Linked DNA regions of Mus musculus: all the other regions are linked to region 2. Evidence: chromatin contacts called from public HiChIP or PLAC-seq data. All regions are on one chromosome and are shown on one strand. Each heading gives the region's core, a stretch centred on a gene start, on an enhancer-like site or on the middle of the called end of the contact. The rest is flanking DNA. Distances are from core to core; before and after follow the strand shown. Region 1 overlaps Efcab11 (EF-hand calcium binding domain 11). Region 2 overlaps Foxn3 (forkhead box N3). Region 3 overlaps Kcnk13 (potassium channel, subfamily K, member 13).

Region 1 (4,737 bases), core at 1,805-4,304, 550 kb before region 2:
TGCGCTGCAAAGGCTTCCTCCCGCTCACTGAGCCATTTCCCTAGCTTAGACCGTTTCGCTTGTTTGTTTAATAAGTTATGGGGCCACAGTGACAGGAAGCTGCTGTGCTGATTACTTAAATCTCTGGGTTCTCCAGAACCTTCCAGCCAGAAGGCAAAAGGGTTTTGCCACCTACCGAGTCCCTCATCTGAATCCACCTGCATCAGTGCAGAGAACTGAGGGCCCCGAGAGCCCACAGACGTCTGCTCAAACTCATGCTGCTCCCCGTGCTCAGGAGCACAGCCCCTTGTTTGGGCCCTCGTGCTCCTGGGACCCCCTGCTTCCGTATGTGAGCCTGTGGTATATGGCCTCTTGCAGGGAGCCTGAGTTCTCCAATCCTTCAAATCCTTCTAAGTTTTTTTTCAAAAGGGATGGGATGCTGCCAGAAACATGGCTCTCTTGAGGACAAATGTGGAAAGCATGGTCCTTAACAGAAGGCGAAGAAGGTCCCTGGAATTAGCAAACATGTTGCACAAGCTAGCCCGTGGGGTCCTGTGTTTGTCCTTTGGGAATGTGGAGGAAGTGGGGGCTGTGGCCACAAGGTGCTTACTGACAGTTGCTGCCTTGTGCCGTTTTCCCTCTCTTCTTCCTGCCCTCCCTCCTTTTCTCCTGGCTTCTCAACTGCCCTGAGGTGGACAGCCTCCTCTCCCCACACTCCACATGCATTGCCACAGTGCTGGGCTAGCCCAGGCCTACAGCTGGCATATCCTAAGCAACCATGGCCCGAGACTTCCTGAGACCTCCCTTTAAGTCAGCTTTCACGGACATTTCATTAGAGCAGTGGAAGACTGACACACAGTTTTATCTGCCATCTAATCCACAGAGCTCCTCAAGCTCCTGAACAATGTGAGCTTCCTGTGGCCCCTGAGAATAGTTACAGATTGCTGACCGATTAGTTAAAAGGCCCACGGGAGCTCTCCACCGGCATCACTTATTTAGGGTTTTCACTGCTGTGAAGAGACACCATGACCACAGCAACTCCTATAAAGAAAAACATTTAATTGGGACTGGCTTACAGTTTCAGAGGTTTAGTCCATAATCATCATGGTAGAACGCATGGCGCATGCAGGCAGACATGGTGCTGGAGAAGGAGAGTTTTACCCCTGGATCCTTAGGCAGCAGGAAGAGATTGCCACGCTGGCTATGGCTTGAGCATCTGAGACCTCAAAGCCCATCCCTACTGACACAGCTCCTCCAACAAATCCACACCTGCTCCAACAAGGCCTCGCCTCCTAACAGTGTCACTCTCTATGGGCCTGTGAGGATCATTTCTATTTAAGCAGCACAGGGGTGATTGCTTGCTGCTCCGCAAGGCTGGCCTTGCAAGTAAAGGCACTAGGTTCTCCGTGAATTGTCCTACCATGATGTTGTCATACAACATACTAGATAAGATGTTCTCTGAGTTTTACCTACTCTTTGCAGCACCTGGTCATGGCCGTTACCACCGCCCCCATGTGTGTTGAAGAGGCAGGGACTCAGAGAGCGCTGGAGTGACTCTTCATGGTCTCTTAGACAGCGCACAGACTTAGATGCTAAAACTCATGCTTTTAACCATGCCAGGCCCAGGCCATTTAACCCTAGGAGTATAATGCAAGCCTCATGGAAGTCACAGTAGTGACGAGAAGTTAGAGAGTAAAACGGCAGGAGGGGACCACTCTGGCAGCCACTTGGATCTTCCTGGCTACCCTTTTTAAAGACTATATTCCATTGCTTCCCTCCAAGCAAAGTGGAATCTCTGGTGTCTGGTGGGTCATATTCCTCGCCAAGCTGAATTGAACACTCCGAAGCGTGGCAGTGAGGGAAGGGACCGTGGAGATATTTTAATGTCACTGGTCATATTTACATCTCCTTAGCATATGACTTAATGAGACCTAATGTGCACATGTTTGTTTCTGTAAAGAAGCAGCCAGGCTCTATCCGGGTTTCAGTCTCGGAGAGGCTAGTGAAAGGTCTGAATCCCGTTTTCCTCCTGGTTTCTAATTGGTCCCTGTGAGGGAAGCCAATTACTTAAATGAAATGGGCTTCAAAGGCTGGGGACGAAGAGTAGTTAGCCCTGGCTTGCAGGTTCGCCTTTCCTTGGCTACAGAAAAAAATAAGCAAATGTCAACTTTCATGTGAACACTTGGAACAAGGAGGTGCCGTGGAGGGTGACAGGACCCAGCCTCCCCGGATGCCCCAGGCTGGCAGCTCACTCAGTGCTGGGGTGAGCTGGGGGAGCTCCCAGCTCCAGCTTGTTCAGGAGTGTGGCTTTAACTGTGTGGCCTGGTTTATCTTGAGGTACGCTTATAAATGCTATAGCACGCTTACTACAGGCTGGTTCAAATTTTTCCCACTTGGTAGAAACAAAGGAAGTAGAACCTCTAGCGAAGAATGGGTTGCTTTCTGGATGTTTGGGAGGTTGACTCTAAGTGGTAGCTTAAGTTCCTTCCCAGGCTAGTCCACGGGACAACTTTTAAGCCTTTGTGTGACTAACTTTAAACCTGTGGATTCTAACAGTGTTAAAGAAAGAATGGGGGGGGTGGAACAGGACACTTTTCTCTGCTTTTCTGAACCAGGATCAGCCTTAGGGGGTGGGGTGTCCTCCTCCCTCAGAGGTCCCTAGAATTACAGAGCATCATTGAAGATACCTGCCACTTCTTCCCTTTCTCCAACCTGTCCAGGCTCTCGTTCCTCAGTGGAGCTAGTCTCAATGTTAGTATTTTGATTTAACTGTTTCATACAAACACATAAATAAACAGTTCCTCAGGTTCTACCAGAGACATGTGCATTATTTAAATAAAATGCTTAATCATGTGCTTATTGAGTCATGCAAGCACAGAGAGAATCAAAGAATAATGTGAACGAGGCACAGATCACAAGTTTGGAGCCAGCTCGGGCCAGATAGTGAGATCCCATCTCAAAACAAACCAGGCCATGCAGGGGAAGTTCTTTAGAAGCCACAGTCACAGAGCTGTTGGCCGAAAACACTGACAGGGAGCCTGCTGCCTTGAGAGTCCCCAGCCAGCTCTGCCAGTCACCACTTCCTCCTTTGTGTTGTTTATGGCCCTTTAGGTCTCAGAAAATGCCCCATGGCAGCATCATTGTGCTGGCAGCAGTCTGGACTCCCGGTAGTGGGGAGGCCTCTAGAGGACTGGGTATTGCCCTGAGTTCTACATAAGTCACAGAGCATCAAAGGTAAGGGAGACATTGTCTGTCAAAGACACAGGTGCTGGCCTGAAGGAGAAGGCTGAGGCAAGGAACCAAATAGAGGAAAATTCTAGGGATTGTTGAGCAATTCAACCCCACAAATTGGTGATGAAAGCAAGTAGATCAGATTCCCCACTTCACACTTAAGTTCACAGCCCAGGGGGAAAATTGACCTGGGGTGAGAATCATTATGGGTGGTCTCTACCTGCCAGCCTCCAGAGCCAATTGTGAGTGAGCAAACCAGGGAACCTGAGGTCAGTGTGCCTTCTCTAGGGTGCCGTGGTGTAGCAGAGACCTGGATAAGGCTTGGAGAAATAGTGGGAACAATGAACTGAGCCTGGGGCAGGCTTCTCAAGAGACTTGAGTTGTGTGTGAGACTCTGGGGGGAAGCACCCTCCTGTGCCTTCAGGGAATTGCTAGGAAGACTTGGAAGAGGAGATACTGTCTACAGGAGGGAGACCCTGAGAAGACAGACACAGCTGTCCTGTAGGCCTCCTAGACCACCACAAGGGTTTTATCCCCAGCGTGTGGGACTTGATCTTAAGAATCTTAAACCAGAGAGACGGTTTATACTGTGTGGCCCTGACCATTGGATTAGCTGGGGTTGAGAGCTACAGGATCTTCGTGCGGGTGGTTGAGATCTGAGGGAGACCAGAAGGGGCCATTATCCCACCATGCCATTTGGGGTATGTTCTATTTTAGATATATTTCTGATTATCACTTACACCACGAATGAACTTCTATGATTGAAAACTCCATCTCTTTTGAAACTCAAGTCTACTAACAGCCTGGCAGAATTGTAGCCTGGATAACATTTTGAAGAACCTTCCTTTTCAAATTAGGTGCCCCTTCCCTTTCTCCATGCCTCTGTCCCCATCAGACTACTGGATGGTTCACCCGTCATTCTCTAACAACACCTGCTTTCAAAAGTGGCTCTGTCCAATGTGACCTATATGAACTTGATGCAATTTTGAGCCAGCTTGTCACCTTCCTGAGTATAACATGTGGTCAGTTTAACTTTATTCACCTTAAGTGAGAAAAGGCGTCTGTTGGCTCTGTCTGCTGAATCGTCCAGACTAGCTTTGGCTGTAATTCCACCGGGCTTCCTTCTTTCAGCCTTAGCCTCACTGTGATCTTGGACCAACTCCCCCCGAGGCTGTCACGGTGCCTGCAGCAGCTCTAGGCCTCCACTCACAATCTCATCAACCCGGGTTAAGAGTGTTGTTCTGCTCAAGGGCCAGAATTTCTGGGTTCTCTCTAGTGTGAGACACCTCTAAGTCGATGGTTAGGGCAAGGGTGCCTAATAATTTGAACAGTAGTCCCAGGTAGGGCATGTGGCATCTCTGCTTAGTGGCAGAGTGCAGCCCTGGAGCTTTTGGGTGCCATCTACCTCCAGAATCACAGAAATCCTGGAGGCAAGAATAGGCCAAGGCCCCCTGGGTTCTAAGGATGCCCCTAACACTGCCAGCAGCAGCAGACTTGAGAGTTTCAGTCATGTGACTCCTTGTAAAA
Region 2 (4,969 bases), core at 764-3,263:
TTCCCCATCCACTAAGCAGTGTAAGAAGATGGACAAAGATCGGGGATTCGGCTCAGTTGGGAGAGTGCTTGTCTCCTGTATACTAAGACCCTGCAGGGTTCAGTTCTTAGTGCCACATAAACTGAGGATCATGGCGCACACCTGTGATCCAGAGGAGGAGGCAGGAGAAGCAGATGTTGGAGATTATCCTTTTAACCTTTGCTGCATTGTGAGTTTGGAACCAGCCTGGGCTACATCGGTTCATGTACACCAGCCCTTTGCCTTCATAGGCGCCTACAGTGAGTAGAGCAGATGCAAAAAGCAGTAGGAGTCTGGTACAGGGACTGAAGTGAAGGGTCTGTACCCTGCACACCTACGGTGCTTGCCACTGTATCCAGACATTTAGCATCACCTTCCATGGCTTTCCCAGGTCCTCTCTCTGTTTGCCCCTGCATTCCCTCACCAGGCACGAGACCCCATAGAACAAGAAGGTGAATTCTCAGTAGGAGCCTTGATCAGAGCCATTGCGATCACTCAAAATACTGTAAATAGTAGAATTATAAACAAAAAAGGATTTCTGATTCAAAATAAAAATAACAATAAAAAATAATAAAAATTCCAGCACTCTGGAGGCAAAAGCAGGTGGATTAGTGAGCTTGAGGCCAGCCTGGTCTACAGAGTGAGTTCCAGGACAGCCAGGACTACACAGAGAAACCCTGTCTCAAATATAGCAAAGCAAAAGCAAAACAACCAACAGCAAAGAAGCAAAGATAAAGCCCTAGGGTTTTTGTCTTTCAGAAACACTATAGCCAGCACAGTTTACATACTTTCTGCAGAACTTTTACCATCAAATAACAGGTTATAAAAAGAAACAGTTCTTTTTCTTCTTTTTCTTAAAATAAATAAATAAATAAATAAATGAGAAGCAGAGAAAGGAAAGGAAAACATAGAATATTAGTGTCTGACACTAAAGGGGACATCGGCTGCAGTCACCTGTGTCTTCTCAGTGTGGGGAGGATGCTTGCTCCCTTGGGAAGGACACTTCCTCCTGTGGGGAGACTGTCACCACCACCACCCCTCCTTTCTGGACCAGCCACCTTCTGGATCAGCGGCTGTCAGCCTAAACTTGGTCAAGTGTCTCTTCTCCTAATTACTGGAACGAACCCCCTTCTGTGGTCATTTTCTATGTGAGGCTCAACTAGAGGAGGGTTTTAGGTGGCCCACATACTTAGATTTAAGGAAACACTACTGGAGTCTGCACCTATTCACAGGAGTCTGTATCCATACCCTCTGGCTGCCACTTGACTGGAGTCCAAAGACCTTGAAATTCCATGAATATCCTGTCTGATTCTTTTATATTCCCTGTCTCTGGGACCAGACAGGGTTGGCAGATGTTCAAGTGAGCTGAAAACACCTAGTTCTAGTTGACTCTGCCCAGAGCTACCGAGGGCCCAAATAGGCAGGCTCAGGGCAGCTCCCAAGTGGCCTCCTCAGTACAGAGCATCAAGTAGCCAGCACCTGGGTATGGGTTTCCATAGTGATGGTTAAGTCCACAGTTTCAATGTTTCAAGTGAAGCAGGTAGACATCTCGAGGCAGTGTTTATGTATTCTCTTAAAGGGAATACTTTCTGCTCTCCGGGTGTCACAGAACGCTCTTGCTGAACAAGGCAAACATTTGCAGAAGTCTGACAAAGGCCTTTGATCCAACGAGGAAGTTGGTAAAAGCAAGCTCTTTGTAACTGCCTTAAAGAAAAACCAGAATAATACAGTTTGGTTATCTATTATTTGTTGTAAAATGTTAAGGGATTTGCGAGGCTCTCTGGCTTTCGCTACCTATATCACAAATCTGACTATAACCAAAGGTTATATATAATGCGGTGTGGTGAATAATGCATGCGGACTGATAACAGGCTTTAAAAGGGAGAGAGAGAGAAGGTGGCTTTTAAGTACAGTGTGGCATTTCCCTTTCTGCCATGGTGATACATGATATAGTGCTCCGTGGCGTGCAAAATGTTATTGGTTGTCATAGCAATAGAACACCATCGGCAAGGAAGGAAGAAATGCTCTCTAAGCCGCTCGGCTGACATGGAACTCTCGTTATAACAGAATGATCATTGTTGCTACTGTATTTACCGTCAGGTAATAAAAATCCATGCTACACCTTTTTTATTCCCCCTCCCCTCTTCTCTATGTCAGCCGCCCTGGCACCTGCATTATACACCCGGTTGTATTGGTTGTCTTGGTTGCGGGTTTTGGACTGATAGCTTTTGCTGCTTGCCATTGTAAAAATAGGCCGTGCGTTTAATGGATCCTCAAACTCTTGTCAAGCTGCTGGCCCCAGCCCATAGCTCGAGAGCTTGAGCAGGTCCTCTGTGGAGCCCTGTAATTAGTTCTCCATGGTTCTCTTCCCTGTTGTGGCTACCCTACCTGATGGCCATCTTTGACGCCTGTGTTCTGTGAGCTTAGACCTGAGTGAAGAGTCTTCCTGCAGAATCACCTAACCTGGGCTCATCTTCCCTCCAGGGCTCTTGAGTGACTATCGGGGAGTTTGCCCAGGGCTGGATCTCCGGGGTATCTGTCCTGTTGTTCAAATTATGTGCTTGGAAATCCATCAAATGCAGCCATCGTTGTCAGGTTGCTGGGCAGGTCAGCTGCAAAGGCAGGTGTCCCAGCCTGCCTTCTTTGTCAGTAGTGGGTGCATCCTTTCTCAACCTGTGAATAAAACTCCTTGACCCATCAGTAGAGTAGGCTGTGAGGGAAAGCTGTGTGTCTGTCTGTATATGTCTGTCTGTCTGCCTTGTCTCTGTGTGTGTGTCTGTGTGTATGCCTGTGCACACATGCACACTTGGTGACAGTGCTGTGGCTATGTCCTTGTGATCTGACAAGATATTGCTTATTGTGAGTGCCAGGAACCCTCTTGCCTCACTCAGTCCTCACAGACACACGTTTCATAGATAGGAGGGCTGAGGCATAGAAAAGTTGACTAGCTAAGGTAACATCGTTGGTAAGTGCCCGAGCTGGGATTTGAGCCCATCTCACTTGACTCCAGAGCACAAATTCCCTACTACTACTTTGTGTAATCTAAACTGGAATCAAGGAAGGCCCCAAAGGAATCCAAAAACCCTGGTAGTGCTGGGAGACACACTGCTTGCTGGCAGTGCAAAAGGGAGAAAAAACCCAGAGGAGAAGGGCCTTAGAAACTACGCATGGCTTCCAAAAAGCAAGACAGAGCAGACTAGAGCAAAGCCATGCTCTGCTTGGCTGCTTGATGCTGTTGGAAGCCAGCTGTAAAGCTGTAGGCAGGCTGTGGATAGCAGGGACCCCCATCTCACACTGCACCCCAGCTGTCTCAGGGTTGTCACAGGTCACCATGTCACATGGATCAAATAGAATATCCAGCAAACGTCAGCTCATTGGAGCTGCACCCTTCTCAGGGTTGGCAAGTTGGTGAACGGCCTAATGGGCCCAGCATCCCCACCAGTGAAGGAGTTGCTATTACCCCCATTTCCTAGACATGGAAACTGAGTCACTGAGAAGTCATCTGGTACTAAGCTATACCTGGCGAGAGTAGCCAGCACCCCCTTCGGGAGATACCTTGAGAGCTCTCTGAATATGGCACATCTGTGTTCCTGCATGTGGTGACAAGTGAAGTGTTATCCCGTGGTGGGGATAACATGTGTGTGAACTTGTGCATACAACTGAGCTAGGAGTTCTGAGCATCCGATGATGCCTGCCAAGTATCCAAGAAGGATAGGAATTTCTTAGGGGAAGACAGGACTTTATAGAGAGAGCTAGTAATGCCTCCGAGTGTTAGCTGAGAAGCAGTGTAAGACTAAATGAGCTTGCCTTATAGAAGTCTTGAGAACGTAGTGTGCTGAGCTGGGCATGGGGTCTGAGTGTGGATGCAAAGGCCTCAAGGGTGTAAAGTCCAGAGTGAGAGTAGAGGCCAGTGGATGAATATCAGTCCAGCCTCCATCTTACAGACCAGGAAAATGAGGTCCAGGGCATCTCTCTAGTGCCCGCTCCGTGGAAGAGCCACCCCATATGTATAAAAATCAGACACACACAAGGGCACTCACCCATAGCATTCTTTGTTAGAAAAAGTTAGAAAACAACCTAGTCCAGGACCAGGGGAACACTGGAGTGCGCCGACGTTTTCCTCTGGTGCAGAAATGAGAAGGAATGAGCCACATACCTCCGTCCCCAGATGAGCGCATGCCAAGACTCAGGGTTCAGTGAGGGGGAACAAAGCAAGTTACAGAAGAGAAGTATGTGTCCATTTATGGAGAGTGCTCACACTCAGTTGGTACTGGAGTCTTTATGTGTTTATGTGCAAGTGTGCATGAGGGGGATACACAGCACATACGTACACAGCCGTGTGGGAGGAGGCAGAGATCGGGTCTTCCAGACAGGGTCTCTCATTAGGACAGGGTCTCTCATTAGGACCATCTATTGCCCTGGATGGACTGAGCTGTGAGCCACTGGGATCCTGCTCTCTTTGCCTCCTCAGTACCAAGTAAGTGCATGCCCCATGCCCAGCTTTTTATATGGGGAAGGCATGGGTATCGAACTCACGTCCTCATGTGAGGATGCAAGGCCAGATTTTACTCAACTGAACCACCTCCCTTGACACTTCCTTGACAGTCAAGGTACCTGTGTGTGTGTGTGTGTGTTTGTGTCACCTTCGAGGTGACAACATAGGATTTAGATAACCTGTATTGTAAAGGCTTAGTTTTCAAAATAAGTGACTGCCACATTCATGGGTTTAAAAGTACGTGTAACAAAAAAGGTACATGTATTGGTGGGTGTAGTTGTATACACTGAGTTGGTTGAAGAGGCCCAAGGAGTCAGAGCTGCTCTCCAAATTCGCAGGGCCAGCCAGGTATCCAGGTACTGCACAGGCCGGTGCCAGTGTAGACGCAGAGCCCTGTGCTTGCCACATGTGTTGCCAGGGAATCCAGGAACATAACAGCGTCAGTGAACAAAGCAG
Region 3 (4,877 bases), core at 601-3,100, 770 kb before region 2:
TCTCACGTGGAAAGGTATTCTAAATGGCCGTCTTATTTTAAAGCATGGGCCAGGGTTGGATTCCCACAGGCCCATGGGCAAGCCCTTAGCCCAGGCCCTCACTGACCTCAACTCCATTGGGTTTCTATGATGTGTTTTTCTGTATTTTCAGAAAACATTCACAGCTTCAGGTGCACTTTGTGAAAAGTGTCCCCTCAGACGTTAGATAGCTTTAATGTACCATGGCCATGTGTGGCATGTGGAGCAGAGAGACCTGTGCCCAAGTAGGACAAATGTTATTTCCTCAGCTCTGAGAGGAACACGCAAAGAGGGCTGCTCTGGTGCTGGCCTAGCTCCAGATACACAGAACTCCTTATACTATCCAGGAGAGGCAGAAGGCTCCCCACATTCTACAGACATCTCTGGGAGAGACATCTGTAAGACTTTCCTAGTTTTGTTTTTTATGGTCTTTCTGCCATAGAGCTCCCCCCACAAAAAAAACCCAAAAAACAAAATAAAACTGGGGCCACAGACATTTACTATTGTGTCTGGCTGGAAAAAAAAAGAGCTTATTGGAGAATATATTTAAAGTCACAGAAAAAATATCAAACTAGAACACAGGGTGGGCTCCTACAATATACTTTCTACCTTCTTCAGTATTGTCCACAAATACAGTATATTCCTTACCATTAATGATCCAACACTGTCAAGTACTACTGAATTCCATACTGTATTCAGATTTTCTTTGCTTTTACCCAGTGTCATTCCTCTGTATCAGGATTCCATTCTGGATGCTGTGTCGCATTACTTATTTATTTATTTATTTATTTAATATATATGAGTACACAGTAGCTGTCTTCAGACACACCAGAAGAGGGCATCAGATCCCATTACAGATGGTTGTGAGCCACCATGTGGTTGCTGGGAATTGACCTCAGGACCTCTGGAAAAGCAGTTAGTGTTCTTAATTGCTGAGCCATCTCTCCAGCCCATTGTATTTTATTTTTAACCCGTGTGTGTGCGGTGTGTGTGTGTGTGTGTGTGTGTGTGTGTGTGGTGTGTGTGTATGTGTGAATGCAGTGTATATGTGGAGACCAGAGGCCGGTCACCTTGAGTGTCACTACTAATATTTATGGCCATGTAATTTTGAGGAAGGATTGTGAGTCTCTTGTTGCCTTGGATCTTGCCCCATTAGGCAGGCCTGGCAGTCGGGTGAGCTTCAGGGATTCCCCTGTGCCAGCCTCTCCTACTCTAGGTTTATAAACTCATGCTATCACACCCAGCTGTTTTTCCTCACCCCATAGAGTCTGGGATTTGAACTCAGGTCCTCATACTTACAAGGCAAGACTTTACTGAGAGCCATCTCCTCAGTCCAGGATGTCATTTTGTAGTCTGTTGTCTTAGACTCTACTGGTGTGTGACAGTTTCTCCAGACTTTCTGTCCATTGAGATTTGATTCATGGCTGCTCATGATTAATACTGGAGCTACAGGTTTCAGGAGGAGGCTCAGAGATAGACATGTTCTCGTCATTTTATATCTCGGGTGAGCTCTATCAACATGATATCACTGAGGATCATGAAGCCTGGACCAGAGTGAAGCCAAGGTGACTCTTGGATGGCTTCTCCTCTGTGAAGCTGCACCCAACCCCTCACCATGGCCATGCTCTACCCTTAGTAAGGAGTCATCACACTGAGCCCACAGCTGGAGTAGGTGGCTTATGATCCACCCCCTCCATGCAAAGGGCAAGGCTATGATCTGAGTGTCTGTATCCCCCAAAATTCCCATCTTAAAGCCTAATTCTCAAAGTGTTGGCATAATGGCCTTTAGGAGGTGACTAGGTCATGGGACAGAACCATGAAAGAGGAAGTCAGTGTCTTTTGCAAAAGATGCCTGAGGAAGTCTGCGTGCCTTCTTCCTAATGTGCAAGGCCACTCAGAAGGTACAATCCATGAGAAACAGATTCTCCTTGGACTACGACTCTGCTGGTGTGGACTTCACAGGCTTTAGAACAATGGGCGATACATTTCTGTTGCTTATAGATTAACCAGTCTAAGGGATTTTGCTATAGCCACTGAACTGGACTTAGGTATTTGGAATCTGTCAGATTTATTTCTGCTCCTTTATTTATTTATTGAATCATTAATAACAGTATGGATTCACAATATTTACTTTATATTTGGGCTATGATCCAACATAATTTTATTTTGTTGCTTGAATTATGCCAGCCTTGGCTACTAGGAGGTCTTTCTCTTGGTCCCATGTCACTCTGACATACTATAGCATTGCGCTTTTCTTTTCTAAGCCAGTGGTTCTCAACCTTCCTAATGCTGCAATCCTTTAATACAGTTTTTCATGTTATGGTGACACCACCCCCCACGCAACCATAAGACTATTTTTGTTGCTACTTTAGAACTGTAATTTTGCTGCTGCTATGAATCACGATGTAAACACCTGTGTTTTCTGGTAGTTTTAGGCAACCCCTGTGAAAGTGTCATTTGATAACCCCAGAGGGTTCACAATCCACAGGCTGAGGACCACACTGCTTTAAGCAATTACTCAGTGTAGATGGTTGTTTTGTTTTTATTTGTTCCATTCTAAAACTAAGAAGATTTGAGGGTTGGAGGATAACCAAAGAGCTGCTGCCCCCAGTGGCATACTTCTTCCAGCAAAGCCACACAGCCTAAGCTTACCCAGGCAGTACTGTTAACCACTTACTGAAACATCTGAGCCTATGGGACACACTCATTCAAACCACTAACAACAGTAGTCACAAAAAAGACAGAGGACCCTTCAGAAACAATCAGTCCTGCCGACCCCTTAACTTTAGCTCAGGAAAACTGGTTTGGGGCTCCTAACCTCTAGACCATGGCGAGAACAAATGTGTTGTCTTAAGCGATTGTAGCTTATGATAGAGCAGCCATGGATGTTGTCTTATACAACGGCCTGTCCACTGATGCTCAAGTGTATCCTGCTTGTGAGCAAAGATGAGAAGCTATATGGGGAGTCCCTGGTCTCAGACAAAGCATCAGCCAGAGAAGAACCTCTTGAGATCAGTGCAAGCATGGAGATCGTGGCTAGTGATGGCGTATAATTCAGAATAACTGACAGTAAGATTTCAGATAGACCCTGCCTTAGTTAGAGGTTTCTATTGCTACAACAAAACACTGTGACCAAAAAGCAAGTTGGGAAGAAAACGGTTTATTCAGTTTATACCTCCACATTGCTGTTCATCGCTGAAGGAAGTCAGGACAGGAACTCAAATGAGACAGGAACCTAAAGGCAGGAGCTAAGGCTATGGAGGGATGATGCTTACTGGCTTGTTCATCATGGCTTGCTCATAGAACCCAGGACCGCTAGTCCAGGGATGATACCACCCACAAGGGTCTGGGGTCTCCCAGATTGATCACTAATTGAGAAAATGTCTTATAGCTGGACCTCATGGAGGCATTTCCTCAACTGAGGCTCTTTCCTCTCTGATGATGTTAGCTTGTGTCAAACGGACACAAAACCAGCCAGTACAGATCTGTAACAAAGATGTTAAGTGAGGTGATAGATAGATATGTGAGCTTGGTTCAACCCATCCACACTGGCTATATGTATCATACTGCATTTCATAGATGCCATGCAATTGTGATTTGTCATTTTCAAATAATATTAATTTAAGATAAATATACAAGGGAGACTGTGGAGGGGAGGAGGTAGCTTAAAGGTTTGGGGGGGATAGGGAACAGGAGAGGGTAATAAGAGAAAAGAAAGATAAAATACTGTTTACTTTCCTCATAAACCATCTAGACTATAATAATTACATACACATACATACACAAACACATACATACATACATACACACACACATACGTGTGTGTGTGTGTATGTGATATGAAAGCAGAAGGAAGACTGCTTTCATGGATAAGGGAACTAGTGAGGAGGGAGAAGAGATAGGAGGGAGGGATGCAGCATACATACACACATACATACATGTGTGTGTATGTACACACACATGCATATACATGAAAATGTCAAAATACACTCATCATTGTGTGTTCTAACTCAAAGCTCATTTAAAATTTAAAAGAAAACTATTGGTTTTAAAAATTGATATATTAATTAAAGAATTGAATGCCACACCACCACGAGAGGGAGAGAGCATAGGTGACCCAGAGATGGCCACACACAATCCACATGTTCTCCCTCATCTCAAGAGATCAGGGAAACACAGGTTTTGTTCTAAGTTACCAAGTGCCCAGTTCCTTCAGGAGGCCCTCCAATGAGGAGAGGAGGATGCGTTCTGAAGGAAAGGCAGTGTTACTGATTGCATCTTGAATCTCCCCAAACGCCTGGGGTTCAAGCCTTCATCCCCGGGAATGTGTTGGATGGTCCTTGGTCATCAGAGGCATGATGACCTCTAAGGGGATTCTGGGACTCTAGTCTCCATTTCTTCTGATTTCTGGACACCAGTAGGCCAGTGGATTTTCTCCTCCACCTGCTTCCAGCAGGTTGTTTTGTCTCACCTCACACCCAAAGCAACGGGGCCAACGGATCATAGATTAGAACCTCCGAAATAAACCTTTTGACTTTATAAGCTGATTATCTGGGGTGTTTTGTGGTAGTGATGGAGACTGACCAATGTGCCAGCTCTATAATAGTTGGAGGAAGACGGTGATGGCACTAGCTATAGATTACTGGTCTGATATGGGAATTTTGCAACCCTTTCTCAAGAGGACTCGATGCACTAACAGACGATGAGAGCAGAAGGAACCAGCCCATGCCTCGATTCCCGGCTTACTACAGAGGGAAGAGCTTCTGCAGCATGCAGGAAAGCATAAGGATAATACACACTCATTACCAGAGCTGCAGGCTTGGGTGAATATTGACTTTCATGGACAGGTTTCTGTTAAA

What was found. HiChIP or PLAC-seq counts read pairs in DNA pulled down with a chosen protein or histone mark.
Region 1: a contact with region 2 is called in an H3K27ac HiChIP or PLAC-seq map of microglia, with 12 times the contacts expected there. The contact joins two enhancer-like sites. A contact is called at or near these places in 2 of 484 Hi-C or Micro-C datasets (bone marrow-derived macrophages and pre-B cells) and 2 of 115 datasets of contacts at active chromatin or transcription factors (bone marrow-derived macrophages and microglia).
Region 3: an H3K27ac HiChIP or PLAC-seq map of microglia shows a contact between it and region 2, with 5 times the contacts expected there. The contact joins two enhancer-like sites. A contact is called at or near these places in 1 of 115 datasets of contacts at active chromatin or transcription factors (microglia) and 1 of 9 other capture datasets (embryonic stem cells).

The regions. Positions count from the first base shown.
Region 1 is chr12:99,788,073-99,792,809 of GRCm38.p6, reverse strand. All of the region lies in intron 5 of Efcab11 (EF-hand calcium binding domain 11), which reads left to right. Among named protein-coding and RNA genes, the nearest start is that of Efcab11, 93 kb to the left of the region's middle. Within about 2 kb of position 3,054, at least 98 of the 459 cell types and tissues checked have an H3K27ac peak or open chromatin away from gene starts, as enhancers often do. A contact at or near this core is called in bone marrow-derived macrophages and microglia, where this site is marked.
Region 2 is chr12:99,236,930-99,241,898 of GRCm38.p6, reverse strand. The region is part of intron 4 of Foxn3 (forkhead box N3); the gene reads left to right. Among named protein-coding and RNA genes, the nearest start is that of 4930474N09Rik, 77 kb to the right of the region's middle. Within about 2 kb of position 2,013, at least 64 of the 459 cell types and tissues checked have an H3K27ac peak or open chromatin away from gene starts, as enhancers often do. A contact at or near this core is called in bone marrow-derived macrophages and microglia, where this site is marked.
Region 3 is chr12:100,010,019-100,014,895 of GRCm38.p6, reverse strand. The region is part of intron 2 of Kcnk13 (potassium channel, subfamily K, member 13); the gene reads right to left. Among named protein-coding and RNA genes, the nearest start is that of Gm51957, 45 kb to the left of the region's middle. Within about 2 kb of position 1,850, at least 14 of the 459 cell types and tissues checked have an H3K27ac peak or open chromatin away from gene starts, as enhancers often do. A contact at or near this core is called in microglia, where this site is marked.